Regions from separate parts of the Mus musculus genome. Here all the other regions are linked to region 1. A link is a contact called in public Hi-C and promoter capture Hi-C data. All regions are on one chromosome and are shown on one strand. The core of a region is the stretch at or near the end of the contact, and the rest is flanking DNA. Distances in the headings are between cores, read along the strand shown. Region 1 holds the start of Angel2 (angel homolog 2). Region 2 holds the start of Cr1l (complement component (3b/4b) receptor 1-like). Region 3 holds the start of A430105J06Rik (a long non-coding RNA gene). Region 4 holds the start of Spata17 (spermatogenesis associated 17).

Evidence for each region. Promoter capture Hi-C pulls out the DNA fragments that hold promoters and counts their contacts. A called contact is a pair of places that touch in the nucleus more often than the background predicts.
Region 2: a contact with region 1 is called in a Hi-C map of double positive thymocytes, with 3 times the contacts expected there. The contact joins the promoter of Cr1l here to the promoter of Angel2 in region 1. A contact is called at or near these places in 2 of 484 Hi-C or Micro-C datasets (CD4 T cells and double positive thymocytes).
Region 3: a Hi-C map of CD8 T cells shows a contact between it and region 1, with 9 times the contacts expected there. The contact joins the promoter of A430105J06Rik here to the promoter of Angel2 in region 1. A contact is called at or near these places in 2 of 484 Hi-C or Micro-C datasets (CD4 T cells and CD8 T cells).
Region 4: a contact with region 1 is called in a promoter capture Hi-C map of pre-B cells. The contact joins the promoter of Spata17 here to the promoter of Angel2 in region 1.

The regions. Positions count from the first base shown.
Region 1 is chr1:190,925,415-190,932,293 of GRCm38.p6, forward strand. It overlaps Angel2 (angel homolog 2), which reads left to right and starts at 3,091. Exons shown (of 9, transcript NM_021421.4): 1 at 3,091-3,344. The coding sequence starts at 3,286.
Region 2 is chr1:195,128,408-195,135,286 of GRCm38.p6, forward strand. It overlaps Cr1l (complement component (3b/4b) receptor 1-like), which reads right to left and starts at 3,163. Exons shown (of 10, transcript NM_013499.2): 1 at 2,781-3,163; 2 at 1,423-1,602; 3 at 740-839. The coding sequence starts at 2,898. It overlaps Gm32313 (a long non-coding RNA gene), which reads left to right and starts at 3,037. Exons shown (of 3, transcript XR_865921.3): 1 at 3,037-4,551; 2 at 6,060-6,181; 3 at 6,523-6,879.
Region 3 is chr1:186,746,340-186,753,218 of GRCm38.p6, forward strand. A430105J06Rik (a long non-coding RNA gene) reads left to right here and starts at 2,484. Exons shown (of 2, transcript XR_003948551.1): 1 at 2,484-3,485; 2 at 6,078-6,879. It overlaps Rrp15 (ribosomal RNA processing 15 homolog (S. cerevisiae)), which reads right to left and starts at 3,019. Exons shown (of 5, transcript NM_026041.2): 1 at 2,825-3,019. The coding sequence starts at 2,969.
Region 4 is chr1:187,212,975-187,219,853 of GRCm38.p6, forward strand. It overlaps Spata17 (spermatogenesis associated 17), which reads right to left and starts at 2,472. Exons shown (of 10, transcript NM_028848.3): 1 at 2,196-2,472. The coding sequence starts at 2,311. Gpatch2 (G patch domain containing 2) reads left to right here and starts at 2,537. Exons shown (of 10, transcript NM_026367.4): 1 at 2,537-2,702. The coding sequence starts at 2,650.

The DNA.
Region 1 (6,879 bases), core at 1,841-4,340:
CTCAGCATCGCAGAGAATGCTTTCTTTCTCCAAAGCAGCTCTGCCTTCATCTCAATTTTGTTGTTGTTAATTTATGCTTGTGAATTTCTTCAGGAATTTCCTCTGTGGTTTAGGTTGACCCTGGACTGGCCATTTGGCTCAGGTTGGCTGGAATTTGAAATCCTTGTGCTTATTTCTGTCTCCTGAGTCCTGACATGACAAGACTGTGCCATAAAGCCCTGTCCCAACCTCCTAATTTCTCGCTGAGCTAACCAAACATGAGCATGTTTTTTCATGGCTCATTTCTGATTAATATATCTGGCTTTTTTGTTTTTAAAGAGTTTTTCTATTTAATGTATGAGTATCTGCATGTATACCTGCATGTCAGAAGAGGGCCCTAGATTTCACCATAAATGTTTGTGAGCCACTGTTGGTTGCTGGGAATTGAACTCAAGACCTCAGGGCAGCCAGTGCTCTTAACTGCTAAACCATGTCTCCAGCTCCATATCTCTGGCTTTTGAAAATAACTTTTAAGGTTTTATTTTACCTGGATGTGGTGGCACAATTCTTCATCCCTGTAGAGGCAGCAGATCTCTTGTGAGTTGGAGTGGAGCCTGCTCTACATAGTAAGCTTCAGGCCGGGCAGGGTTGCATATGGACAGATTTTTTTCAAAACCAGTCCAAGCAACGAACAATGATTTCCTTTTGTTTCATGTGCATGAGTATTTTACCTGCATTTGTGTATTTGTACCGCGAGTGTGTCTGATGCCTTAGGAAGTCAGAAGAATTAGGATCCATGAAACGGGAACACTGTGGAGATGTTCTGAGTGGGGACTTAGTAATCAGAGCAAAACCAAAAGCCAGTTGTAGACAAGGTTGTCCTGGACTCCAAAGGTTTTAGACACTTATGCACAGGTGCGTCATGGTGGTACACACTTACAGTTTCTGCATTTGGGAAGGCAGGCAGGAGATCCTGAAGTTCAAGGTTACCCTCAGCTACATGGCCTTTTAAAGGTTAGCCTGGAGCACTTGACAGCTCTTAACAGCTGAGCAATCTCTCCAGACTCTCAGACAACCCTTCTTTAAGACAGGTTCTTGGTGTGGCCCAGGATGGTCTCAAACTCTACAGGCTCCTGCCTCAGCTGTCTGAATGTTGAGATGTCAGCATATGTGAACAGACTTGCTTAACTTATTGAGTGACTAAAGCAGGATCTATTTAAGGGGACAGAACAATGTGAGCTGAGAACTTTCAACTGGAACATGAATGCAAAAATGGTGTTTTGTTTTGTTACAGAGACAAGAGTTCTCCAACCCTTAGGATAATCACCATGCTGCTATAAGGTAACTACTCTCTCTAAAGTTCTAGAGCAGACAGCTCCCAAAGTGTCTTTCGTCATCAAGAAACCTTCAAACTCATTGAAAGAATGCATCTTGACAGTTGGTGGTGCACGCCTTTAATCCCAACACTCTGGAGGTAGAGGCAGGTGGATCTCTGAGTTCCAGGTCAGCCTGGTCTACAGAGTGAGTTCCAGGACAGCCAGGGCTACACAGAGAAACCCTGTCTCAAACAAAGGAAAGGGAGGGAGGGAGGGAGGGAGGGAGGAAGGAAGGAAGGAAAGAAGGAAGGAAGGAAGGAAGGAAGGAAGGACCTTAATGCCATTTGCTTATTTCAAAACACTACATTTTTCTTTGCACAACAAGCAGAGGAGCTAAGGTGTGCTTGGAGGAGAAAGTCTGGTGATTGACAGGTCTTCCTTAAGTCTGCTCCAGTTAATAACCCTATCAATGATCTTTGTTTGCCGTATGTTGTGTAGTCAGTAGAGTACTAGGTTGAATAGATTTGAACAGGAGTCATGGACACTGTTCACAAGTCACTTACAATGTGATTATGGAACAAGGCATATAGGACACTACTGGCCACATGTAACTAACAACAACATTGTGATCACCCTTAGAAAATAGGACAGTATAAACCTCAAGCAGTCAGCCCCCATTTGTGGACACTGCGTTTGTAAACTGCCTACTCCCTAAAACCTACCTAAAATGTCCAAATCAATCCTCACAGTGTTTTGGTTTTTCTCCAACAAGGAGAAAGGCAAATTTTAGTTGCCTAGTGTGCTTGTCCCTGAGGTTAAACAAGGCACTCTGCCCTCTTGAGTTTTCAGACCGTAAAAAACTAACCTTTCTACCGACTACTTAGTGTCCCTTTCCCACAGTTTTACTGATTTTTCTATTAAAAGTGCCCCCCAAGTATACTGCTGCAAGATTCTGAGGTGACAAAAGTTAATGATGTAATATAGAGAAAATATGTGTACTAAATTATCTTCAATTAGGTATGTATCAGAAGACTGTTGGACAGAGTTTAACGTTAATGAAGTGACAATATAAATTAAATAAGGAACATGCATAAAACAAGACTTCATATTGGTTGATGAAAATGTGGTCCGAAGCCAAGTATGGCAGTACGTTGCTGGTGACCACAGTGCTCAGACAGGCATGTGAGATAAGTTTGACGAATGCCTGGACTGCACAAGACTTTTGTCTAAGGACACTCACGAGTGTGCGTGTGCAATCAGAGACTAGCTTTCCTCAGAGTTTGCTAATTCAGCATTCCTGACATGTTTACACAATATAACAACTGCAGATAAAGAGAAGGATATACACGAAGGATAAAGTATCTCTCAAAATTAACACAAGGAAAAGAACAAAACTTCCCAAGAAATTACTACCCACAGCTACACAGCTCTACCAAAGAAACTAAGCAAGCAGCGACCCTGGTTTCCAGTGCCCTCTGCCTCGCTATTCTCGCTGTCCCTTCTCCATTTATGTTTTCCAAGAAAGCTACGCTCGATCTGACAGACTCGGATCATCAACGCACTAATTAATGTACAAGTGGGTTCTCTGAGATTTGCACAAAATCAATTATAAAGTTCTACGGGAACCCACAGAATAGTATTTCCTCAACGTGGAAATCTACCTTTTGGATCTACGCAACCACGTAAATACACTTTAGGTCTCACGCAGCTCCTGCTCCTTCCTATGTCTTAAGAAAGCCGTCAAGCGCTAGCCTTCCGCCCTACCAGGAAATGGCTGTCCGCGCACGCTCTGCGCATGCCCGGAGTCGCACTGCTTAAAGGAACTGCCCCAGAAGGCAAGATGGTGACCGGGCCTGCGGCGAGACGCTCCTCCCAGCATGCCTAGCGGCCGGCCGGGAGCCGAGTGATGGGGATCCGGTAGGACCCGGCGAGCGGCCGAAGCTGAGGTGCAGCCGCGGGCCCGGGCGTTGGGCGCTCACAGAGAGCCAAGATGGAGACGTGGCGCTGTGTGAGGAGGGGCTACGGCCGCTGTGTGGCGGGGCGAGGCCGGTCAGTGGCGAGCGGCCGGCGGGATGGACAGAGGGAGGGACCTGGAGGGGCGGGCGGGGAGGGGAGGGGCGGGGCGGCGGGGCGCGGGAGGAAGGCGGAGGAAGAGGGTCCGCGGCGGGGACGCGCCAGGCGGCGCCCGGGGAGAGGTAACGCGCGGGCGGGCAGCAGCGGTGGCCGCGGCCTCCGGGATCCTGCGGGCCTCGCGCGGCCTCCACGCTCGCCGCCGCCGCCCGCGCGCAGGGCCCCGCCCGGAGGGAGGCTGCGCGCCCCGGGGTGGCTGGGCAGCGTCGGTCACGCGGAGGCCAACTTTCACCGCCACTCAAGTTCTTGCTCCGTCCTGGGTATTTTTCTTTCAATCCACTCTTTGAGAGCCTGGCGTGATGGCTCACGCCTGCACTTTCCACACCCCGGAGGCCGAGGCGGGAGGATAACCATGAATTTGAGGCTGGCCTGGATTAGGCAGCGAGCGTGACACTCCGCCTCCAAAAGTAAAAAAATAACTCACTTGAAATTTTAAAGCGCCACAGTACATGCAGCCTCTAATAATGTCACCCCAAGTAGTATCCACCGAATCTTAAATTGGATGTACGGATTATGTTTTTCTCCTATAAACTTTGAGGACTTAGTTATTAAGATTCCAGTGGTTTGTATAACCTTTGAAACTATATCGTACCACGCGTGGGAAATAGCACACTGTCGTTACATAAGCCGTTGGGATCTGCCCACTCCATTCCTGGTTCCTGTGCTATGGCATTTTCTGAGTACCAGCTGTGTGCTTGGCCCTTGGGTGGAGACTGGGCTTTCAGAGAATACTGAGGTTCGAACCCTCAAAAGCTCACTATCTTACAAGAAAAAGATGTGGTATAAATAACTGCCAATCCAAAGAATAAGCGTCACTGTGCAGGTTGCAGTATAGAAACATTTCAAGACAGAAAGTAAACCGTTATAGCACTGGGGAGGTGGAGGCAGGAGAATTAGAGACACCACCAGCCTGTGCTGATGGTCTTGGACTTGGTTTTTGTCTTGGTTTTTTGTTTGTTTGTTTTTTAGAGAAGGAGGGTTTTTCTTTGTATCTCTGGCTGTCCTGGGATTCATTGTGTAGACCAGGCTGGCCTTCAACTCAGATCTGCCTACCTCTGCCTCCTGAGTGCTGGGATCAAACTCATGGGCCACCTCAAAATTTTTAAATTTAAAAACAAAACAAGACAAGATCCAAGTGCTGAAATCCCTTTGAATGACTTTCGGGGTCAATTGCAAGATATAGTGCCCATGTTGTGACCTTAAAGATTTACAGTAGGGTTGATTTAGAGAATAGTTTGAGAGTACTTAAGTTTAAAGTACACAATATAGGTTATCTTTTCTAATGAAAAATAGCATAATAAAGAAATTCAGCATAACAAAATCTTAATACAACTTAAGCAAACCTTAGTGATAGTAGATGTTGAGACACAAACCCCAGAAGTATAGTCCTCAGAACCCTAACACTTTGCCAGATAATGCAGTAGGAGGCAGTGCTTTGTGAGAACTTGAGAGTAGCATGTCTGTTAAATACAAGTGTGGGGACCTGGAGCCATGGCTCAGGTAGCTAAGGGCTTGCTGTACAAAGCCAAGGACCTGGGTTGGAATCCCCAGCACCCATGGAAAGGTAAGGAAGGTGTCCTCATGCCGGGGAGGCAGGGACAGGGCATCCCAGAGCTGACCTGCTAGTCTAGACAATTCTGCCGAAGACCAGCCCCTGCGTGCGGTTCTTCTTGGTTCTTCTTGAGGCAGTGGAGGGGGAAGAGCGTCGGCAGAGGGTAAGACTTGGTATATTTAAGGTTGCTGTATAATAAAAAGTTTACTTATCTAAGTCCACTGTAACCGACCTGCCTTCTGTGATCCTCTGAGGTCAGAAACTGCAGTCTCTGGCACTTAGCACCTCATCCTAAAACAGCAGGAGATAAAGTAAACAATTAATTGCTAGGGCCTTTTCCCTATGATCCAGATGCCTCTTGTTGTGGGGCTACGGGGAAAGTTTGGAGCAATGAACTTCTGTTGAACCAGAAGAGAAATAACACTCACAGAAAGAACAACTTTTATATAAACAGACATATATAATTTCACATAAGTTCATACACAGATTCATGTATGCTCATTTATACAATTTCCATTCAAACCCAGTTGGGCTCAGCTTACATGCATTCTCACAATTACATACTTACACATCCATACTTAAATATGATTTTGAAGCAAAAGACCAAGCACTGGTGCAGAAAGAACTCACTCATTCTAAATGAAAAGTGAGTACCAATCTTTATCGCATAGAGAAAGAAAAGGCGTCTACCCTTTTAATGTTAAATGAATTACATATTTGTAAGGAAAAAGCTTTGTTCCTTTTAATAAGACTAAGCCTGCCTTGTCCTTACCATGGGAACCTGTTCTGTTCCACAGTAAGGAGAAGCCTGCCTGCTCCTTCTGATTTCTGCAGCGTCTTCTTTTTACTCTTTCCCTCTGCATTCTACTCATTGCTCTCTTAGTGTTTTATGTTACCTATAGTTTCTAAGTTATTCCACTCTGCATTCTCCTTCCAAGCTTGTTCTCTCCTCCTGCTCCGAAGCCACAACAATGCTCTTACTCTCAATGCCTTTTCTCCCAGTGCTGTGCCCATACTTCTAAGTTCTTCTTGAGTTCAGTTCTGTCTGAAAGGTGTTGTCTTAAAACTCCTCAGCTCAGTTCTTCTCAGTTCAGTTCTCACTCTTCTCTTTGTCCTCAGCACTTAAACATCTCTCAGAATACATGACCACATGTTACAAAGTTCATCCAAGTTCACACAAAGCAATCAAATCATAAATTGAAATAGAAGTTTTCAACAGAATGTTTACATGCATATCCATTAGGAGTAACTATCTGGCTAAATATCCATCACCTGTCTCAGCTCCAGAGGTTCACTGAAGGGTTAAAACCATAACTAAATTACTAGTGAAGTTTCATATAAACCCAGTCAATATTTATCTTCTGTCCTAGCACCTATAATAAATTGTTAGTTCCCTTTCTATGACCTTTGGTTAATTGTTTTACAACCTCTTGTAAGGATCATTAAAACTTAAGAAGTCATCAATTTATCTGTATAGCATCACTACAAGGCAGTACATCTTCATGGATCTGCAGAGATCTGCTCCAAAAGAGTGTGCTGCTACTTAGTGATTGCTATACATGTTTATTCATAACAGGAAAAGCATATTAATGGCAGGAGTCTTTCCTAAAATGAATCCCTTACTGTTTTGCTTAATAGGGGCGCTCCTGCCGCAGATTATATGATAATCTGAAGCAGGCCATTTCAGGATGATCACCTGCTAGTTATTCGCTTGTCCCATTGTGGCTCCTGACAGATTCCAGTGTTGGAGCTCCCAAGTTCAGACAGAGTCTTGTCTCCAAATATAAGATCAAGACCAATAGATTCCTGGTGTGACTCTCAGGGCTGTACATACAGAGTCCATGCAACTGCAAGCACACAAAATAACAATCTTAGTGTTGAGTTGAATTGATACAATGCTAT
Region 2 (6,879 bases), core at 1,913-4,412, 4.2 Mb after region 1:
CTGCACTATCTCAACCAGTGAGTGCTTCACTTTCTATGTTTCCATAGTTAGAGACATCCCCTAAAGGCTTATAGATTAAAGGCGTAGTCTCACAGGCTATGATCTTATTGGGATGTGGTAGAATCTTTAAGAGGTAGGCCTTAAGGGACAAAATTAGGACACCAGTGACAATGCCTTAGGAGAAGATATTGAGACCTTAGCCCTTTCTTGCCTCTCTTTTCTTTATGGCAACTATAAGGTGAATGGGCCTTCTTCACCATGTTCCTGCTGTAATGGACCAAAGCCAGAGAGTCAAGAGAACATGAACTAAAACTTCTGTAATTATGAGTGAAAATATAACTTTCCTTCTTTTAATTCATTACCTCAATTATTTTATCATAGTATTGGAAAGCTAACGCATGTGTTATTTTGCTTATTCAACAGGGATAACAAATCTTTCCCACAAAGTCATGTTATATCTCTATTCATTTTAATCAAGAATCAAACAATTATGTTCAAGCCTTTTAAGGATAGGTAACATTGCGATGGCATTGCTTTGCTGTAGAACAATTATATTGTTTAAATATGTCTAGCATATTTAAAGTCTTAAGTTCAATCTGTAGCACAAACACAACAAAACACAACACAAACAAAAACCAAATAAGGAAGTAATAGATTAGATGTCTTTCCTGAGATTTGACTAGAAAGTAGTACTGCTATTCCAGAACTCTTGAATGAAGAGATGTTGTTGCCAACTCACCCTTGATTACAAGTATAATTAATACGGGATCCAAACTGAATGCCTGTGTGTACATGTACCAAGCCATTCTCAGGATCTGAAGGAGTTTTACATTGTTTTCCTATGAAAAAGAAACAGAATTTTGGAACCAAGTACAGTAAACTGAACTTTCTGTAGTTTATGAATTTCTAACCTGATTATAACTTACTGTAGAATATATATATTTGTAATACTTCAAAGTTTTTGCCACTTTGGGGAAATTCATCAGACACTAGCTTCCAAAAGAACTCTCATCCAAGTTTTTTCTTATTTTCACACAGTGGCTCCCTAAAACATGAAGCATTCTTCTAAGTATTCTAATTTATTGGCCTTAAAGTCTGAACATTTTTCATCTCTTAGTTATTAAATACACTTTGTTTCAGAATCATTACTTAATGACACTTGTGCAAAGTTAGACACCCTAAGTGAAATATTCTGATGATATTTTCTCTTAAGCATGCCCTGTGACAATCATTCTTATTAAATTTATTAACAATTGAGAAGACAGAATCACAGTTAAAAAGACTTGACTGACAAGAATGATGATCCACATGTACTATATACCTTAGATAAGATTACTAATAATGAGTCATAATCTAAAATCCAGACAAACTGAGGCCGACTCTACTATTTGGCACAAAGGAGCCTCTTCTGCAGTTACTCACGTATACACTTATCTTCAGCACTCGTCCAGGTTGAGTCTTGTTTGCAGGTGATAGAGAACTGCCTCTTGATATATCCTGGGAGACATTCATACAACAAATATGTTCCAATGGGAAACATGGATTCATCAGTTAGATTTATAGGTTTGGCAGAAGGAAGCTGTGATGGGGCTGGGCAGTGACCTGTTGAATGAGACACAGCAACATTACATTGGATAAAAGAACTTGCATCATCCCTCATACTCTCAGTTCTCCAGCTAGCTACAATGGACCATGCATGATCCTCCTCTCTGGCACTCAGGAATGGATCAGTACTATGGTCAACGGGGAAAAAATAATATAATTTAAAAAATGAAACTGCATTTCATTTTGTTAATGTACTTTCCAATACATATTTTGATTTAACTTCTAGACTCAGTTATTTTCTTTTAAGTCTTAGCAGCATTAATTATGTGGCAGAGAGAGTCAAATAATATGTAACCAATAACTATATGTTGGAAAAAAATCATTTTCATTTAACTTTGGAAATACAATAAAAAACAAACAATGCAAAAGACTTCAAGGAAGTCTTTCTCTTAGAAAGTTCTGATTAAGGAGAAAGGAAAGGGAAATTAGAACTTTCATGGTGGGTAAAATGGGCACTCTATTTTGTTCTTAACCATCAGTAAAATTTAATATGTAAATTCTACAGTCTTTTCTACTTGCAAATATTTCATTGCACCTTGAGGCTTGCTAGCTTTTCAAATCTTACCTTGGAGTGGGAGTGGAAGGACCTTCCTTAAAGTGGAAGCTCAAGGGAGTTAATGAGGATTTGGGGTGGGAGATAAAGTACACAGTCTCACTGTGTGAAAACTGTATCCCTGGGCCTGTTTGTCTAGGCCTTCGGAGAAAGTGCATAGGGAATGTCTCAAGATAGAAATAAATTAAGGAGCTGAAATTGGGTTAGATATTTGATGGCACCTATTAAATACCAATACCACGAAAGACATCAATATCTCCATTTCACAGATAAGGAAACACAAAAATATTAACTTTCCTCATAACCAAATTCTAGGATTAGAAATTGCATCTCTCAATATTCCTGCAACCCCCTGCTCCCCACACCGTTTCTCTCACTACATTCAGCACAGAAAAGCACAGCGTACAGCTAATAAAGACAAGCAGCTGGGAGACCACGCGTTCCTGCCGGCTGCGTACGACCCAAGATCTGGGTAGAGGGCGCCCCACGCTCACCCATGGGAAAGGGGCGCTGAGCACTCACAGGCAGCCCAGACCAGCGTTGGAGTCTGCGCAGAGCCTATTTACCGCGGGTTCCCGGTGAACCGTGTGTCCGTGCTTCCCCAGGCCTCCCCGCAGCTCACCCAAAGTAAATGGCAGCAAGAACAGCAGCAAAACTTCTAGCTTGACTCCTCCCCGGCCGAAGGCTACAAGGAGCCACACCGGATCCAGAGGCTCTGAACTCCGAGAAGAGACCTCCATTCCCCTCACACCGTTCTCAAACAACGTTTTACGGCAAATGGTGTAGAAAGCAGTCCCACCCAGAAATGGCGCTGGGTTCCGGAATAAAACTTCCTCTAGCTGGGCTAGGCGCGGTCTTGTTTACTCCAAGCCCCTGGGATTTCTGTGGAATTACCCTTGGGAGATTGATTCAGCAATGCAGAAACTGGTTCAATACCTAGTAGGTCAGCTCCAGGAAGTTTTCCACTTGCAGGAACCTTCGACTCCAAAGAAAACAAGGCATTATGGGAACTCGGTTTGCATATAGCCCGGCCTTACTCCTTTTAAAAATCTGCAAGGGTGGAGCCTAACCCTAATCTGCAACAGTGAGCTGACAGTTGCATACCCTGTCTAGTATACAGTAAGAACCTATTTCCTTATGATGAATTCGGATGTAACGTGCCGCTGGAAACAAAAAATGAAAGGTAAAAACCATAGCTCTCATCTTAAAAGGATTAGGAGTTTATTCTGAAGCCATTTTGAGTGATCATGACCCTGGAACAATGATATGGTCACCCCAAATTTCATGGAAGCAGTTTCATAAAGTTTTTGTGGTTTTACAGAGCAGAGAAAGTCACAAATTAAGGCAAGTTTAAAATATATTGTTGGGTACATACAAGAAGCAGGTAGTGGAAGCTTTTCTATAGGCTCAGGATGACTCTAATGGCACTCGGCTTTTGTATTGGTAGAAGCTAGTTGCCTGATAAGTCAGTAGATTCTAAAAGGTTGTTTGTGGTTTTGTTTGTTTGTTTGTTTGTTTGTTTTGTATCTATTGTATCATGATGTTAGTTCTGACTTAGCCCAAGATAAGGTAATTATTGGTCTCTGGACCAGCAAAATTGCAATCTCTCCAGAGTACTGAAATTCTAATCAGCCAATAGTCTTTGCAGAAACAGTTAACTTTCAGGAATTTCCTTTCACAGTCAGACGCAGTTTCTTTCCGGAAGTTTTTGTTCACAACCATGTCAGTGCTATTCAGCCTAGACCAGGATAGTGCAGTAATGAATCAGGGAGCGAAGCCAGGCCTTGCCATCATCCAAGTGAGATTTGATGGCAGATGAACAATTAATAAGTTTTCAGAAATGGAATAAACAGGATTTGCACTGAATTTTAATTCCTTTCTTAATACTAATGAGAGAGAGAGAGAGAGAGAGAGAGAGAGAGAGCCCTACTCAGAGATTGGTGGTAGTGCTTCTAGAAATAACAAATATAAAGAGCCAAGTTTGGGGAATAGAATTAAGAACTCAAATATTCCAAGAGAGAAATAGGACATGCGAACAAACATGTCCACATTCTGTTTTCAGAACCTGTGATAGGTACTTTATACGGCAGGAAAAGAAATGGCTAATTAAATTAAATCAAGAACATTTAAGTGGGGAGGTAATCCTGTCTGCCAAAGTGGGCTTAATAACCCTAAGGAACCTTACAGGAACATAGTCCTAAATCAGAGAGGAAGAACAATGAGGGCAGAGATCAAAGTTGCTGCCTCCAGAGAGCAAATGATAGCAGCCTCTAAAATGTGGAACAAATAAGCAGATTCTTCCCCGAAGCTTTCATATGGAACCAGTCCTGCTAGCACTTTGGATTTAGAATTTAAGTTATTCTCGAAAAAGTATGGAAGAAGTTATATTGCAGGTAAGTATACTTTCTTGCACCATATGCTATCAGAATACACTGCTATCCCCACATTGTTTGGAGGTTACATTTTAGCATCCACTTTCTTCCCTGAGTCCTTGATGGGTTTAGCTCCTGGCTGATATTTACTTCCAACAATGCTCCTCTTCTCTCACTCCTCATTGGCTTCAAAGATTACAGAAACTTTTTTCCACATGCTTGGCTTCACCGTTCCTTAAATTATCTTTGCCTATGATCTTGTCCTCCACTCTACTATGCCACCAAGGCTCATGAGAATATCCTAGAACTGTCATTATAACTGTGTCCTCTCCATGAGCTTAACTATCCCTCTTAACCACAAGTCCTACCCTTCTGGTTCACTCCCAGTGTCCTGATTCTCAAAATCTCCATTTCACAGTGTCTGCAAACCCATAGACCTGCCACAACTGGTCTCTTGCTAGATTAAGTTTGTGCTCCATCCTTACAGTCACCATTTTATATACACCTTCACTTACAGTACTTATTGGACAGAACAACAAAAATTTCAATTCTCTATTATTTTGCCTCCATTGCTCTAACGCTGAGTGTGGCTAGTGAAAAACGAAGAATTAGTGACAACTGGTCTTACTGTAAGGGACTGTACTGACTGGTTTTGTGTGTCAACTTGACACAGGCTGGAGTTATCACAGAGAAAGGAGCTTCAGTTGGGGAAGTGCCTCCATGAGATCCAGCTGTGAGGCATTTTCTCAATTAGTGATCAAGGGGGAAGGCCCCTTGAGGGTGGGACCATCTCTGGACTCATAGTCTTGGGTTCTATAAGAGAGCAGGCTGAGCAAGCCAGGGGAAGCAAGCCAGTAAGTAACATCCCTCCATGGCCTCTGCATCAGCTCCTGCTTCCTGACCTGCTTGAGTTCCAGTCCTGACAACCTTTAGTGATTAACAGCAATGTGGAAAGTGTAAGCTGAATAAACCCTTTCATCCTGAACTTACTTATTGGTCATGATGTTTGTGCAGGAATAGAAACCCTGACTAAGACAGGGTCCCTGATTCTCTGAAGAATGATACTGCAGTCTCAAATAATATGTAAACGCAAAGAGTGTTTTATTTTGCAGAAGTTCAGCATGCTGGGGTCTACCATCTACAAAGATAGAGCGATCCCAAAGTGAGCTCCCAGGCCTGTTTTAAAGCACATTAGGGGAATTCCAGGGAGGGTTAGGTGACCTCTATCTTAATCTTGGCTATCTCTAATGATACTCCATTGCTGGGACCTGGAGGGGCTAGAAGCTGTTGCTGGAGAAGTCTGGAAACTTGCTGAGGAAGTCTGGAAACTGCTGCTGACCCATTGTCCTTGCTTCAGGCCAGGTGGCAGGGCAGCTTCTGAGGCCTAGACTTGCCTGGATTTGCCCAGTTCTTGGAAACAGAGATTTAGGCCTCGTCCCCTGAACTGCCAATCTGAAGCTTATCATGGAGTCAGCCTAGCCTTCCCATTACTTTAATGACAATTTATTTCATTTCGATCCTTGTGCTAGGATAACAACGTATTAAGGGATAATCCTTCTGGTCAAAAAATTAAAATACCTGGCCTGTATAGATGACTAATATTCCAGTTGGACAAGATCAATCACCTGGCCAAAAGACCGCCTCTAGAAAGGTAGGCTCACATAAAGCCGTGCTAAAGAGATAGTTAGAAAAATTATCACTTAAATGAGATACTTTGCTTTTTTTGCCTTCCCGAAATTTCTACACCCCCCCCCCCGCCGCCCCATGCTCCATTATAATCTTTTACAGAGTATAGCTATTGTTGATTTGTAAGTCACCAACTTTTTTGAAGCACACAGAAAAGAATGACTTCATTTTCTTTCTTTTTCTTTTCTTTCTTTGGTTTTGTTGTTGTTATTGTTTGTTTGTTTCTACATTTTTATTTACTTGCTTTTATGTGTATGGATGTTTTTTGCCTGAATACATGTTTGTCTGTGCACTGCCTATGTTCAGTACATACAGGGACCAGAAGAGAGATTCAGATCTCTTCAGTTTGGGAGTTACATTATGTGGAGTGTTAGCATTATGTGGAGTTGGAATTGAAGCCTAGTGTTCTGGAATAGCAACCAGTACTCCTACCCAGTAAGCCATCCCTCCAGTCCTTCTTTCTACCTCTCTTCTAAGCATACTTTCCCTAACACTTTAGGTTTCCCAAATACTTTGTGTTTCACTCTTTTTCTACAGACATCCTCTCTACCGTGTGATTGCCTGCCACAATATGGCTGACCTCCATGATGGTATAACTCAACTGGCATGAATTGTTTTCTTCTCTATTTCCCTCTTCTGGGTAACTGCTGAGGTCTACAACTT
Region 3 (6,879 bases), core at 1,234-3,733, 4.2 Mb before region 1:
GTTCACTTTGCGGTTTGTTTTGTTTGTTTGTTTGTTGGGGGTGAGTAAGCACATTTGGGGCTCTTCAGAGGACCTGAGTTCAGTTCCCAGCACTGCGTCAGGAAACTCATAAGCATGTGTAAGGCAGACTCCAGGGGATGTAATTATATAACGCCTCTGGCACAGACCCACGTGCACATAAATACAAATACTAAAAAAGACATAGAGCCAGCTAAATGGCTCAACAAGTCAATGCCCTTGCCACAAGCCTAGTGAGGACCTGAGTTCAATCCTCCTCAGCAATAACAGAGACCCTACTCCTCCTACAGGCTGTCCTTTGACCTCCGCGTGTGCAGGTGCTGATGTAGCACGTCTGTCCCCCCCCCCCCAATAAATAAACAATGCAATTTACAACTTTTAAAGACTCTAATATTAGAGACACAACAACTCCATTGAATGTGGTTCTAGATTAAGAAGAAAAGCTTTAAAAAAAAACAGCAACAAAAGAGTTGGCTTAGTAAATGTAGCTAGAAGAGCCCGTTTCTGCAGCCAAAAGAACAGCTCCAAGCTGAGCCCTAGTCACTTAGGGACCAACAAGACCTGATCCTGAAAAGTAGGTGGTGATCATCACAGAAGCTGCAGACAGGCTGTTAGTGGTTCACAAGAGGATACATTTGACCTCATAACTGTGGATTCTCTATTTGCAAGGTCACATATGTGGGTGGTATCATTAGTTTTGAACAATATAAATACTTCCCGCACATGCCCTCACCCAGACACACTCCATCCTGACCATTTCTTGTGTTCACATCCTCTTGTAACTGTAACTCTAAGTCACTGCCTAGAGGGTTACTGTAACATAATAGAGTGCAAACATTCATTGGATGTTTCTATATTATATGTTTTCATTATATTCATTATATGTTTCTATATTATTCAAAAGCCTCCTTAACATATGATCTAAAGCTGAAGAAAACTTTAGACACCTAGTCAGTATTTGTGCTGAAAAGAACATTTTCCCTCGCAATTATCTAATATTGAGAAAAGAAATCCAATTTCCACCCAAATCCGAAAGCAGTGTTGATGTCTTACTTAAATGTAATAGTGTTTTTTTTTTCTTAGACAGTAATGCTTACAATTATTCAATTCAAAACTGTACCATAGGAGATAAAATGGCTGAGCAGGTAATGGCACCTGCTGCCAAACTCCTATAAGTCCTCAGACCTCCACATGTGGGTACACAGCAAATAAACCAATGCAGTAAAAACACCACCAGGACCAGAGCTTCTAATTCCTGCCCAACAGGTTGTTTTTTTAACCCCTCTGGTGAGGGCTGAGGACCTCAAAAGCTTAGTCAGCTGCTTCTTGGTCTTGAAGTCCAAGTGCACTCATTCGTTAACTTATGGACCCCTGAGTGACAGTTGTTGATCTAGGAACTGAGGTTCAAGTGTCTGCACACTTAGGGAACTTTCAAACAGCACAAACGCTTCACAAGATTTAAAACGTGGTGCTTTTAAAGTGAGCAGAGTGGGGCTGGAGAACATGTGCATGCATTGCTCTTCCACAGGAACAGTTTCTTCCTCAGCAGCCATTCAATCTCCTCTCACGCCCAGCGCACATACATACAACTTAAAAATAAATAAAGTAATAATAATAATAAAAGCGTCTAAAGAAAGCAAAGCATCAAGCCTCAAGTGAGAGTGACAGAAAAGGCTGCATTAGAAAAATAAGGGAAAATCTCTTTGACAAGTACTGGACCAGAGACTGAAGTCAATGAAAATGTAGGTGACATACAGGTGTTTCAGGAATACTGCAGGCAAAAGGCAGAGACCTCCAGAATGAGCAGCCAACATGAACAGAAAACAGCAGAGCAGCAAGTGACCAGACCTATCATGCAAGTTAAAAGCAAGTTAAAAATTCTGAATGTTACTCATGAACTAGTGGCTTCCCGTAGTAACTGAAGCCACATTCGCGGTTAACTGAAAGCATTAGCCACACCGAAGCAGTAAAGGAGTGTGGGAGCCAAATGCCTGAGCTTCCTAAGAAGCTCCTGCCAAGAAGTATGTTTAAAAGTAGCAGCCAACCCCAGCCACACAATGGGGAGACCTCCGGAGACTCACCTACCTTTCATTCTGAAACTGTATCAAACGTTACTTCAGTATCTCTCCTTTACCATTTCTTTAACTCTCTCTTTTCTAACTCCCAAAGGCTCACAATCCCCCCTGCACAGTAACAGTATTTCTTCTCTCTTGTGGCCTCTTGCTGCTGGCTCCCTGAGCCTATCCCACCCATTATTTCAATCGCGACCCTTCCTTTCACTTTGCTAGGGGTTCCAAATAGAAGCTCGCAACATTGCTCTTACAGCCGTTTCTATGATCTGCTAACAAACTGACTGGCTGTAAGTAAAAAGAGTCAAATCCTCCCAAAGATGCGAACATTTTGCAAGGTTCTCAATACCAGCTTTGGTTCTTCTGTGCCCAAACACTTAGCCTATGTTTTGATCTGCGACAACTAACCGTGTTTTTACTCCACTTCTAAGCGGGTACAGGACCTGCAAAAGGCCTGGGGTTATCGCCTGCCCATCTTTTGCTCTGCTCTTAATTTGTGTACTGCCTGTCATTATCTCTTCCTTTACTGTTAAGTTTCTGATTGGCACCGGCAGTTTCGCCCATCTCAGTAACAGCTGACTGAGTGGAAACACAAAATTAACCGTGACAGCGAGGAGCCTCGGAACAGCAGGGCTCCTCGCCCAACCTCACTCGCCCCACACACTCAACGGCAAGGAAACGCAACCCTAGCCATGGGAAGGAAGCTCAGCCGCCGAAGCTCCGCCAGGCCACATTACCTTCTCCATCAGAAGAGTCTTTGACCTCATCTTCTAGCTTCGACGCTGCAGCCTTGGCTACCATCTTCATCTTTTTCTTCTTCTTCGGAGAACGCTTCAGTATCTCCCCTGGGCTCACACGTGAGTCCTGAACGGCCGCAGCCATCTTGGCTCGCCGGAAGTGCCACCTGATAATTCCGTCGTGTTGCAACACACGGAACTTCCTCCTCTAGTTCCGGAACAGTTGTCCCGCCTGAAGTTCCGCTGTGGGAGCCTCGGGTAGGGACGGAGAGAGGACACGACCTACCGGTTTTCTCCGGCAGAGTCGGTTCCTGGCCTCACCCCGGCCCCTTCTGGGCGGCTGCTGCTGACTGCTCTCCTTTCCCTCCCCCAGAAGCTGGGTTCCGAGTTAGAAACCGCATTCCGAACCCACTGAATCGAGACTCTCCGAGAAGGAATGGATAACAAGGGAACAGCTACGGAATCAGAAAGCAAGCTCAACTCTTAACATGTTCTTGTGCTGGTTTGGCTTTTGTTCTGTTGTTGTTGTTGTTGTTGTTGTTGTTGGCTATTGTTCTGTTGTTGTTGTTGTTGTTGTTGTTGTTGTTTTTCCCCTAAGGACCAAGCACGGTGTTTTTGAATGGACGTTTCTGGATTTTGATAGATCTGAGAGGCTGCCCGGGTAAGGGGCGGTGGAATGAGCCATGTCCTAAATCCTCCCTAGCACCTGCCCTAAACTAAAGCAGCCTTGCAGTTAGTCCCAAGGTGGGGTTTGGGGGTGAGGGCGACAATAGGATTACCCTCCTAAATTAAACCTTTAAATCCTACCTAGTTCCTTCACTAATCTGCTAAACTCAGACTCCACCCTTCCTTCGAAGGACTACAAATGTAAGGAATCCCCTTGGTTTTGTGACTTGCTCTTGGATTCCCCACCATATTCCAGCCCCCACCCCAAAGCCCACCAGTGTTATTAAAGGATCTGGTCTCCTGAAATACGTCCCAGCAGCCGTCTATAGCGAACCAGTAGGTTTTCATTCTTTATATATTGGTTTTTAGTACTCCAGATTTGTCTTAAAAGAAAAAGAAAAGCTGGGCGTGGTGGTGCACACCTTTAATCCCAGCACTGGGGAGGCAGAGGCAGGCAGATTTCTGAGTTGAAGGCCAGCCTGGTCTACAGAGTGAGTTCCAGGACAGCCAGGGCTACACAGAGAAATCCTGTCTCGAAAAAAATAAAAATATAAGAAAAGAAAGAAAAGCAACAGAAAATGTGAATCCTCATGTTGATTGATTTCAATTGGTGTCTATGTATGTATGTATATATATATATATATATATATATATATATATATACATCCTAAAAACAAGAAAACATTTTTTTTAATGGCACAGGAAATACAGCTTTGTAAGTATGGTTTAAGAGACGATCAGATGCCAGCGTAAGTCTCTGAAAAGAACAATTCCAGTCCACATAAATGAGTTTCCCAGGTATTGCTACTTCCTGGGTCTTCTCACCTCTATAGCAGTACAGTGCTTTAATTAGAACGCTGTGCTGGCTGGCCCTGAGGCTACTTCGCTTTGGTCACATATTTAGCACTGTAACAGGGCCCCAGACCTTAGCCTAACTGACTCCATGATGGAAGCACCATTCAAGCTGTAAGAAATGTAGACAGTACCACCTGTCAAAACAAAAACAAAGACCTAATCCATCAAAGTCCATACAGTTCTGAGAAAGTCTCAAAATGTACTAACCTTCCTTTTAGCTTCTACAGTTCCATTTCTGGCTAACTGCTCTTAATAACTGAAGTATATCAACTCAGAGCATAGGGTTGTGCTTAAAGGCTCGCCCTCAGAAAGGCTCACTGGTACGGTGAGATCCTAAAATCCCAGTCCAGTTGCTGGGCAGCTAATAAAGACTTTTTTTTGGGGGGGGGGGGGAGGCAGGGGTTTGAGACAGGGTTTCTCTGTGTAGCCCTCACCGTCCTGGAACTTACTCTGTAGACCAGGCTGGCCTCAAACTGAGAAATCCGCCTGCCTCTGCCTCCTGAGTGCTAGGATTAAAGGCATGCGCCACCACTGCCCAGCTAATAAAGACTTTTTATTGACTTAAGCTATGTCCTCTCCTTCTCTAGTGGATACCCCACAGCAGCACATTTTGTTTTTGTTTTTTTAATATTTATTTTCATTTTCTATACAATATATTTCAATCATATTGTCTCACTTCCCCCACCTCCCTACTAACTCAACTTCACATTCTTCTGCCCTCCCCAACACCCCCCCCCCGAAACACCAGCGAAAACATCAACAAAAATTTCAAAACAGACAAACTATTTTTTTTTTAGATTTATTTTCTATTTTTGTCAGCCTGGATGTGTTTATGTGCCCCCACATGTGCCTGGGGGGGGGGGGGAAGAGAGGGTAGGATTGATCCCCTGAGCTGGAATCCACTTGTGAGCCCTCAATCACGGGTGCTAGGAACCCAGCCAGGGTCCTCTGCAAGAGGAGTAAATATTCTTAATCGCTAGGCCATCTCTCCAGCTCCCAGTCTCTCTCTTAATTTTTTTATACTTATCCTTTGTCAAATTCATATGTGTGTTCAGCATATCTTGATAATAGCTACTGCCAAATCTTGCACACCCCATACCCTACATCATGTGCCCCTCCCATTTCAGGTCCCATTTCCTTTTTCTTTTTTGGTAACCTACTGAGTCTAGTTGATGCTGCCTCTTGGTTTGTGGACCACCTACCATCACCCACACCCTTGAAGAAAAAAGTGCATACCCCCCCCAATCAATTCCTGAGCTACCAGAAGGTCCTCATCTAGGGGTGGGACTTCATTAATCCCTGTCCTGTCCAGGAAACCATATCGTTTTATTTTAGACTTGCGGCAACATCTTATAAAGTTTCCCAGGCTGGCCTCAATTGATCTCTGTAGTCCAGGCACATCTCAAATTTTACAGTGCTCCTGTCTTGGCCTCTACAGTACTTAGGGTGCCAGGCCTGTCCCATCAGACCCAGCTTTTCCATCAATATAATAGCTTATATGTAAGAATTGTTATGGACTTGGTTACCACTTACAATACTGCTTGTGAGAGGAAAAAAAAAATAGTTGGTTACACAGTAATTTTTTTTCTTCATTAAAGGAATATAAATTGGAATCCGGGGTAAATTGAATCTGTAAATTTGATGATGAGAAATGGACACAGCTAAGTAAGAAGTGTCTGTATTACTTCCTTTGATTTCATAATAAACCAGCGGGCTTGTTGCTGTTTTACAGGTGAGGAAACCGAGGCTGAACAAAGGTTATTGTTGAGAAATCACACAGGCAGTGAATGGTAGAATGGACTGAGACTGGAGCCCCAGTGTTGACTCAGCCATTGACACGCAAGCCTGCTTATACTGTCTCACTTTTACAAATCATGAATAAAAATAAGAAATGAATATTTCAGGCAGGCACTGGAATTCACAACTTAGAAGACAAACGTCTTCTCTTATGATGATCCACATAATAAAAAAGACTCAAGAAGAAGATCCACTGTCACTCTTACTGGCAAGCCCCATGCCCAGGAGGAGACCAGGAGCGCAAGACCAGCTCGATGACATTTTCGTTTTGTCCCATTCCAATTCGTGTCCATTGACTCATTTCACTACTATTTCTTAGATGCTTGTTTTCTATGAGAGAAGGGTGTGATTAGGGTGGGAGGGGAGAGGGGAAGAGATGGGGGAGGAGAAACTGTCATCAGAATGTACTGTATCGAAAAGAAAACCAACAACCTATTTTCAATAAAAATAAAAGGGGGAGAGAAATCCGGTGTGTACCAGAAACAGCTGACATCATCTGAAGACTGGCATAGGCAAATCTATGAAGCAGTGATGAACTCATCAGCTCTGAGCACTCCTCCCTCTCCACTGCAGACTCTCCATCTGGACCCTAAGTCAAAATGCACTCTTTATTCTAGGTCATAGTGTTTTATAACAGCAACAGAAAGGTAAGTAAGCTGGTGGAGATCCATTAAACAGTGGCTAGAACTCCACTTTCATATGTCAGCTGATTTTATTTTTTTAAAGAAAACTGTTTC
Region 4 (6,879 bases), core at 1,222-3,721, 3.7 Mb before region 1:
AAATGAATCAATAACGATTTTTGACAAATTTATAAATGAAAATTTAAAATTTACAAAGAAAAGCAATAACCAGCAGTATATAGTGAAGTTACTAACCACCTTTTAAAAATGTACTGGTTTGATGGTACGTACTTTATCCTTCACTTTTCTGTGAATTCTTGTCATAATTATGCAACTGAATGTTGTTACCCTGATCATTTACCCTTCCCAATAAACCTCTAGGCTTTGTCGTTTTTCATTTACAGATGATGAAGCTTACAGTTAGAGCGTTCAGTTTAGAGCAAACATGTAAGAGTTTATCACTAAAGTTAAAGTAACACAAAGTATTTGAACTGCGTCTCTACCTCTATACAAAACATCACTGTCTACTAGGGGAAAATTATTTTTTCATCAAAATTAAGTAAAAGTATAAAAGAAAATTCAGGAATTTTTAAAATAAAATTAAGTAAAGGTTTAATAGTAAATTCAAGAAACAGTTAAGAGTCAAAGAAACAAATTAACAAGTGAGTTGCTATTAATTTATGTTATTAGAACTTCAATGATTGTTCAAATTGAAGGCACATCAACTTACTAAATTAAGATCACTCTAGGAACTGTTATGAGTCAGAAACAAATTTTTCCAGTGATGGAGATAATGGGGCCACATTCAGAACAGTGTAAAGGGATTACACTGAAGGCTGATGCGGAGGACCACACCCCAGCAGCCATCAGTCCTGTTGTGGGTAGCACTATAGATCAGAATATCTATACCACTACTGCTGCTCGGGACACTTCTTCCCAGGTAGTGCAGTATTTAAATACACAGGCTCTATAGCTGAGTGTGATCCCTGAGTGACCTATTTCCTTTAACAGCCCACCTAACACATTCGGGCCCTCTGGATGCCAGCTAGCAGAAGGGAAACCAGCAGCTCAGTTTTGACTTAGAGCGAGCGCATCACAATTCCGTTCTCAATGTCTGCTCCACAATAGCATGAAGGAGTCAACTTGTCCCCACTGCACACTGAGGTCATGAACAAGCAGGAGCCTGCCACATAACTCTAAATGAATACTATATGATCTCTGAATGTTAAGTATAAGAATTCCATTGCGCAATGGCTATGCTTATTTAAAGATGATTAATTGGAAGCTTCGGTAATGTGATTATTCACTAAATAACTGTTGTAGCTATTCCATTTCAGGAAGCAAGACAGTACAGGCTGAAATAATGGTTAAACTAAGAGGCAAGAAAAAAAGCAACATTGGCCTACTTCTAGCAAGAAAATCCATAGTTTCTCACAAAAGTTACAAGATTGAATTATCACTGTAGTTGCTAGAGGTTCACGATGAAATAGCAAAACTATAGTTGAGATGTATGTTAGGATAAGAATAGCTTATCAGGACTTTCTCACACTGACTTGGTCACTGCTGGTCTGCTATAATTTATCACACTTTTTGTAATGTACTTTTTGTGATTCCTTCTAAGTTTTGAAAACCACTGGGCCATTGCTTCTAGTTTCAATGTCCCCTTTTCATGGAGAGGAAGTTTAGGTGTGGGGGGTGAGAATGCTGCCTTAGCTCTTGCCCATTTACTGTACCAATTATCTTGTCACAATGGTATAGAAACTTCACTTGGACAAATGAATCACAGATGAATTGAATTCTGTGATGTTTGTGAGATTAAGTGAAGCTCAAATTCCCATTTGGACATTGATATTCTGAATTCATGGAACTACCTGGGTAAGCCTGGTTAACGTTAATTAGGCCACTAGACCTACATTGTATAAAATAGGTTTCACCAAACCAAATTTCTCAGTGATTATTTTAAAATGTCGAAAAAAAAAAAGCCCCACAAAACAAAACAGTATTTTGAGGAAGACTCCCAAATGTTGCCCAGGGCAGCCTTGAATTTTCTGTGTTGCCCAGGCTGGACTGGACTCACAGTCATCCTCCTGCCTGTTTCCCCAGTCGGGGTTTACTTCATTTAGGGCGGCCCTTAATAATTCTCTATTCTGGGATCTTCCTTAGAGAATATTAACTTATTAATGACTTGTCAATGTATATATAATCCACTTGTGATTGATTATATATATATATATATATAAACTTCTGATCATGTTTGAATCCCCATGGGGAGAAGAAGAATTTAGAATTATTTCCTGAATTAAGTAATTTGTTAACAGTAAACATCTTCTGAGACCCCTCTCTTCACTACTCACCGGTTCCTAAAGTAGTACTGACTTTCTAGAAAGGGTGCCCGCGCCAGCAGCTTGGCTAAAGTAGCCATGTCCTTCAACTCCTGGAGTTCACCAAAATTGTTACTATTAGTCTCCATGGCAACTGGGCTGAACCAAGGTCACTTCCGACTTATCGGCCTTTCCTTTCACTCTGTTTCAGTTTCAAGCAACTGGACAGAGAAATCGGATTTGTACACGTGAGACCAGACTTGAGTCGACTCGCCCCTTTCTCCTGGAATTTCGAGCTGCTGATGGGAAGGGTCAGGGTAGGCTAAGGTGAGCGAATGGTCGCTTCCGGTTTCCGGTTTCCGCCTCCAGCCGGCTTCCGGAAGTTGCTCTCAAAATGCTGAAGTCCTGTGTGGAATTGGCCGGGGCTGCGGGAGTTGGAGTCGGTCCTCGGGCCTGAGCCTCGAGGCCGCGCTCCCGGGTGTCGTTGATGTTTGGGGCCGACGGGCGCCCAGCGATCGGAACCGCCGCCGGGAAGAGCTGGTGAGCCCGGCGGGCGGTTGGGAACGGGGCGAGCGAGCCGGCGAGCAGCTCGCGGGGCTCCGGGTCAGAGACGGCCGTGCACCAAGTTTCTTCAGGCCGCGTTCCCGTTGTCCCTGCCAAACCGGCCACATTGTACTAGATTCCGTGGTTGACAAGATCACAGAAATTCCCAGTCCCAGAAGTTTCTTAGTAGCAGAGACACCAGGCTCTTGTACTCCCTGCGCAGCTCGGTTCGTGTAAAGCCTAGAAGTTTTCCACCGCCCTGGAGGCTCTGTCCTAGTTTATGGGAAAGGGGCGTTTTCCAGTAGCCCCAGGTTGGAATTTGTCTTTAGGGTACCCTGGTCCACTGCTGTAAGTTTCCAAACTGCTTTCGCAAATCACACTTGATCTTTAATGACATCCCTGCTGTAGGAGACTCGCAGGTACAGAAAATTTAAGAGGCAAAGTTGTCCTGTGCCCCTGAGTACCAGAGATGATAGCTCAGTTTTGGATTTTCTAGTTGAAAACCCTGGTCGCCCAACCTCCACCCCCACCCCCACCCCCCGTTTGTTCCAACGCTTTTCAGAGAAACGTTAGTGTAACAAGAAAGTAGATGTCTTGCGGTCCATCTTGAAACATAAAAATCTGACCAGTAAGTCAAGAACTGTGATTTTTAAAGTTCCTGCCAGTGGGCTGTGATGTCTGATTGTTTAGCATCACCGATAACTGAAAAGTTAAAAGAATATCTTAGGTCAGATGGCTTATTTGGTTCCTCTCTAGAGACCATTTCTAACCAGTGTTGTTTTTCTTGTAGCTTTTAAGTTCTCACGATTTTCAGTTAGAATACTAGGAGAAGCTTTTTATTTTTTTTTTTTATTTTTATTTTTATTTTTTTAAAGATTTATTTATTTATTATATGTAAGTACATTGTAGCTGTCTTCAGGGATACCAGAAGAGGGAGTCAGATCTTGTTACGGATGGTTGTGAGCCACCATGTGGTTGCTGGGATTTGAACTCTGGACCTTCGGAAGAGCAGTCGGGTGCTCTAACCCACTGAGCCATCTCACCAGCCCAGGAGAAGCTTTTTAAATGAGCAATTGTAATTGTTGCACTCAGCTTGGAACAAGAGACGCAGGTCACAATGCACTAGTTTTTCTTAGCTTTGGCAGTTGTACATGTGGTAGGAACCACCACAGAAAACAAGATAAAGGAACTTCCCTACATCCTGGTGTTTCCTCTAAAGTGTACTTAATGCTTCAATGTTCAGAGCCTGGTAAGGAACGGAAGTGTTCAGTAGATTGGTCTGGTCCTAATAGAAAGGAAGTCATTTGTGTGCTAGTTGACATAAACACACAAACCAACCGGTGACCCCATTTATTCTTCATTGTGCTTTCTGTCTCCTATCATGCATAGATAGCGCTGTGTATTACTGGCTATTACTTGACGCGCTATTACTCTAAACTGGAGTTACTTGCAGTAGTGTTTTTACTTGCTAAACAACTCATCTTTTGTAATGAGTGAGACCAGAATATCATTAGCACCTATCAGCTGGTGCTTTTGAAAGAAAGTCTTAAAATGAGTCAGTCTCTCTCTCTCTCTCTCTCTCTCTCTCTTTGGTTTTTTTTGAGACAGGGTTTCTCTGTGTAGCTCTGGCTGTCCTGGAACTCATTCTGTAGAACAAGCTGCCCTTGAACTCAGAAATCTGCCTGCCTCAGCCTCCCAAGTGCTGGGATCAAAGGTGTGTGCCACCACTGGCCACCTTAAAATGAGTCTTAACTGTCCGAAGAAGCGTGTTACACAAAACCAGGACCTTTCTTTTCTAGTTAGTGTGCATGCCAGTCCACTGTTGTCTTCCCCTCCTGCCTTCCCTTCTTCACCAGCAATCTCCCTTTCCTCTTGGCTCTCTTTCCCTTTCTGAGGCTGAATTTTGCTCTATAGCCCAGGCTGATTTCCTCCTAGAAGTTGTCCTGTCTCAGCCTCCCCAGTACAGGAACTACAGGCACGTGCTGCCTTGCCCAGGCTTTGATATTTCTTAATACAGTTTTTTTGTTTCATTCTTTGAAATGCCTTTCACGATTCTTTTATCCAGGTTGTGAAATCCCCATGCTATTGGCTGTTGCTACCACTAAGTAGTTAACTGGCCTTGGTTCTATCTGTGTATGCCATCTTATGTAAATCCTCAGTGATTGGCACCATACATTTTTTATGGCCTAGATAAGGTGACAGCAGAGGCGAAGATAATTTAAATAACTACTCTAAGCGATCTGCAGTATGATCCTAGTGTACTTAAATTCCCCATCGCCCTAATGTACTCAAGTTCTGTCTGACTAAGGTTGTATCTCTAGACATCTATGAATTAGAAAACAGACACCCAGATTTGTAGACTAGCCTGTAATTTCCTAGATAGCCCCCCCCCATTTTTAACTGTGTTTTGTTTTAACAACAATAAAAAGCCATTGAAATGCGATCTGGACCTTTGCCTCTGCAATTTCATTCTTGATTTTTTTTTTTTTTTACATCTGGAATAATAAAAACTGCTTGTCTTGAGTAGCTGGGGTTTGTTTGTTTTCTGATTGGTTAGGGTCTGGAACTCAGTCTCCTATACTGTTAGCTTTGCTTGATTCTACATATTCCTTCAGTTAAAGATCAAAGCAGTAGACAGTATAATTTGGCGCAAATACTTGTGGGGAGCTTCTTAGCATCCGTCGTGTGTCAAGCTGGAGACTTTTAAGCTTTGCTAATTTGCTTTCATTTTCATCTTTATGTAAACTATTAGTCTGTCTTATTCACATAGCAGAAAAGTTAAAATCCTTATTTTCTGAAGATTTCAGTAATATCACATTCTCTCTTTGGTTTGCATGTCCTACATGTTCTTGTCATCTGGTTATACATATGCTAGGGACTTACATTTAAATCTTAGCTGTTTTCATGGTCCTAACCTAGGAATTCAGGATATATATTCAGTAAATATTTGCTGTGTAGTTATCATGTATAATCAAGACATCGTTTACCCTGCCAAAACTTGTTGACAGGATGATTTACTTTTAAAATTTTTTTTTTTTGATCTTGTTTGATTTATATTCTGACTACATTTCATCTAGGCATTAAAAAACTAATTTACATTTTGAAAGCAGAGGCAGTGAGAAAAGTTTGGCTGTCTCTTGAAGTCAGTCATTAAATGAAGAAACAAAATCAAGAAATGGTCTTCCTCCTTCTTCTTCTTCTTCTTCTTCTTCTTCTTCTTCTTCTTCTTCTTCTTCTTCTTCTTCTTCTTCTTCTTCTTCCTCCTCCTCTTCCTCCTCCTCCTCCTCCTCCTTCTTTTTCTTTTTAAACTTACTGGTCAGCCGACTAAAATTTTTCTAGTGTAAAGAGGAAAGGAAGTGGTTTCCTCAGATGTCCCTGGTGGCAAAGTGACAGAGCTGTAGCTTCCAGCAGATAGGATAACTGGATGCAGTCAGGGGAGCGTTTGGCACGAGTAGGGGGAATGGATTCCCCTGTTTGTTAGAGAAGATTGTGATTCCTAGAGGGGAAGAAAGATTCTTCTCTCTATCTCTCTTCTTATTTATATCTGTGTATTAAAGCAGGAATCAGATGCATTAAAGTCAGGCTCTCAACTCTGTAGCTCAGGGGTAGCCTCAACATCTGAGGGAATTCGGCCTCTGCTTCCCTAAGTGCTGAGTTCACAGGCAAGGTCCACTAGACCAGGCCATAAGACATATTGTTTCTTTTTTGGTTTTGAAGATCCAGGTTTTCAGTGTGTGTGTGAAGGAGGTCAGAAAAGGTTGTGGATCCCCTGCCTCTCCTTACCCACCGAGCTGGAGATCTAGGTGGGTGTAAGCTGTGTTACCTGAGTGCTGGACACCAGACTTGGGTCTTCTGGAAAGGTGGTAAGGATGCTTAACTGATGCTGAGCCCTCCCTCCCTCCCTCCCTCCCAAGATGCAGCCCTTTAGTAAATGGCTATGTCAAACCCATTCCGTTGTTGTGGTGGTGGGGACCACAGAGCTTTGAGCATGCAAGGCAGGTATCTGACCACTGAGCCACTCTCCAGCTTTTGCTTGAGACAAAGACTCATTTGATGACTAGAGTATGATTAAGGAAGATACATTTTAAGTTCCATTGAGCATCAGAAATTTTAACATTTAAGATGTATCTTATAGATCATATATATATATATATATTTTTTTTGACTAGTCTTA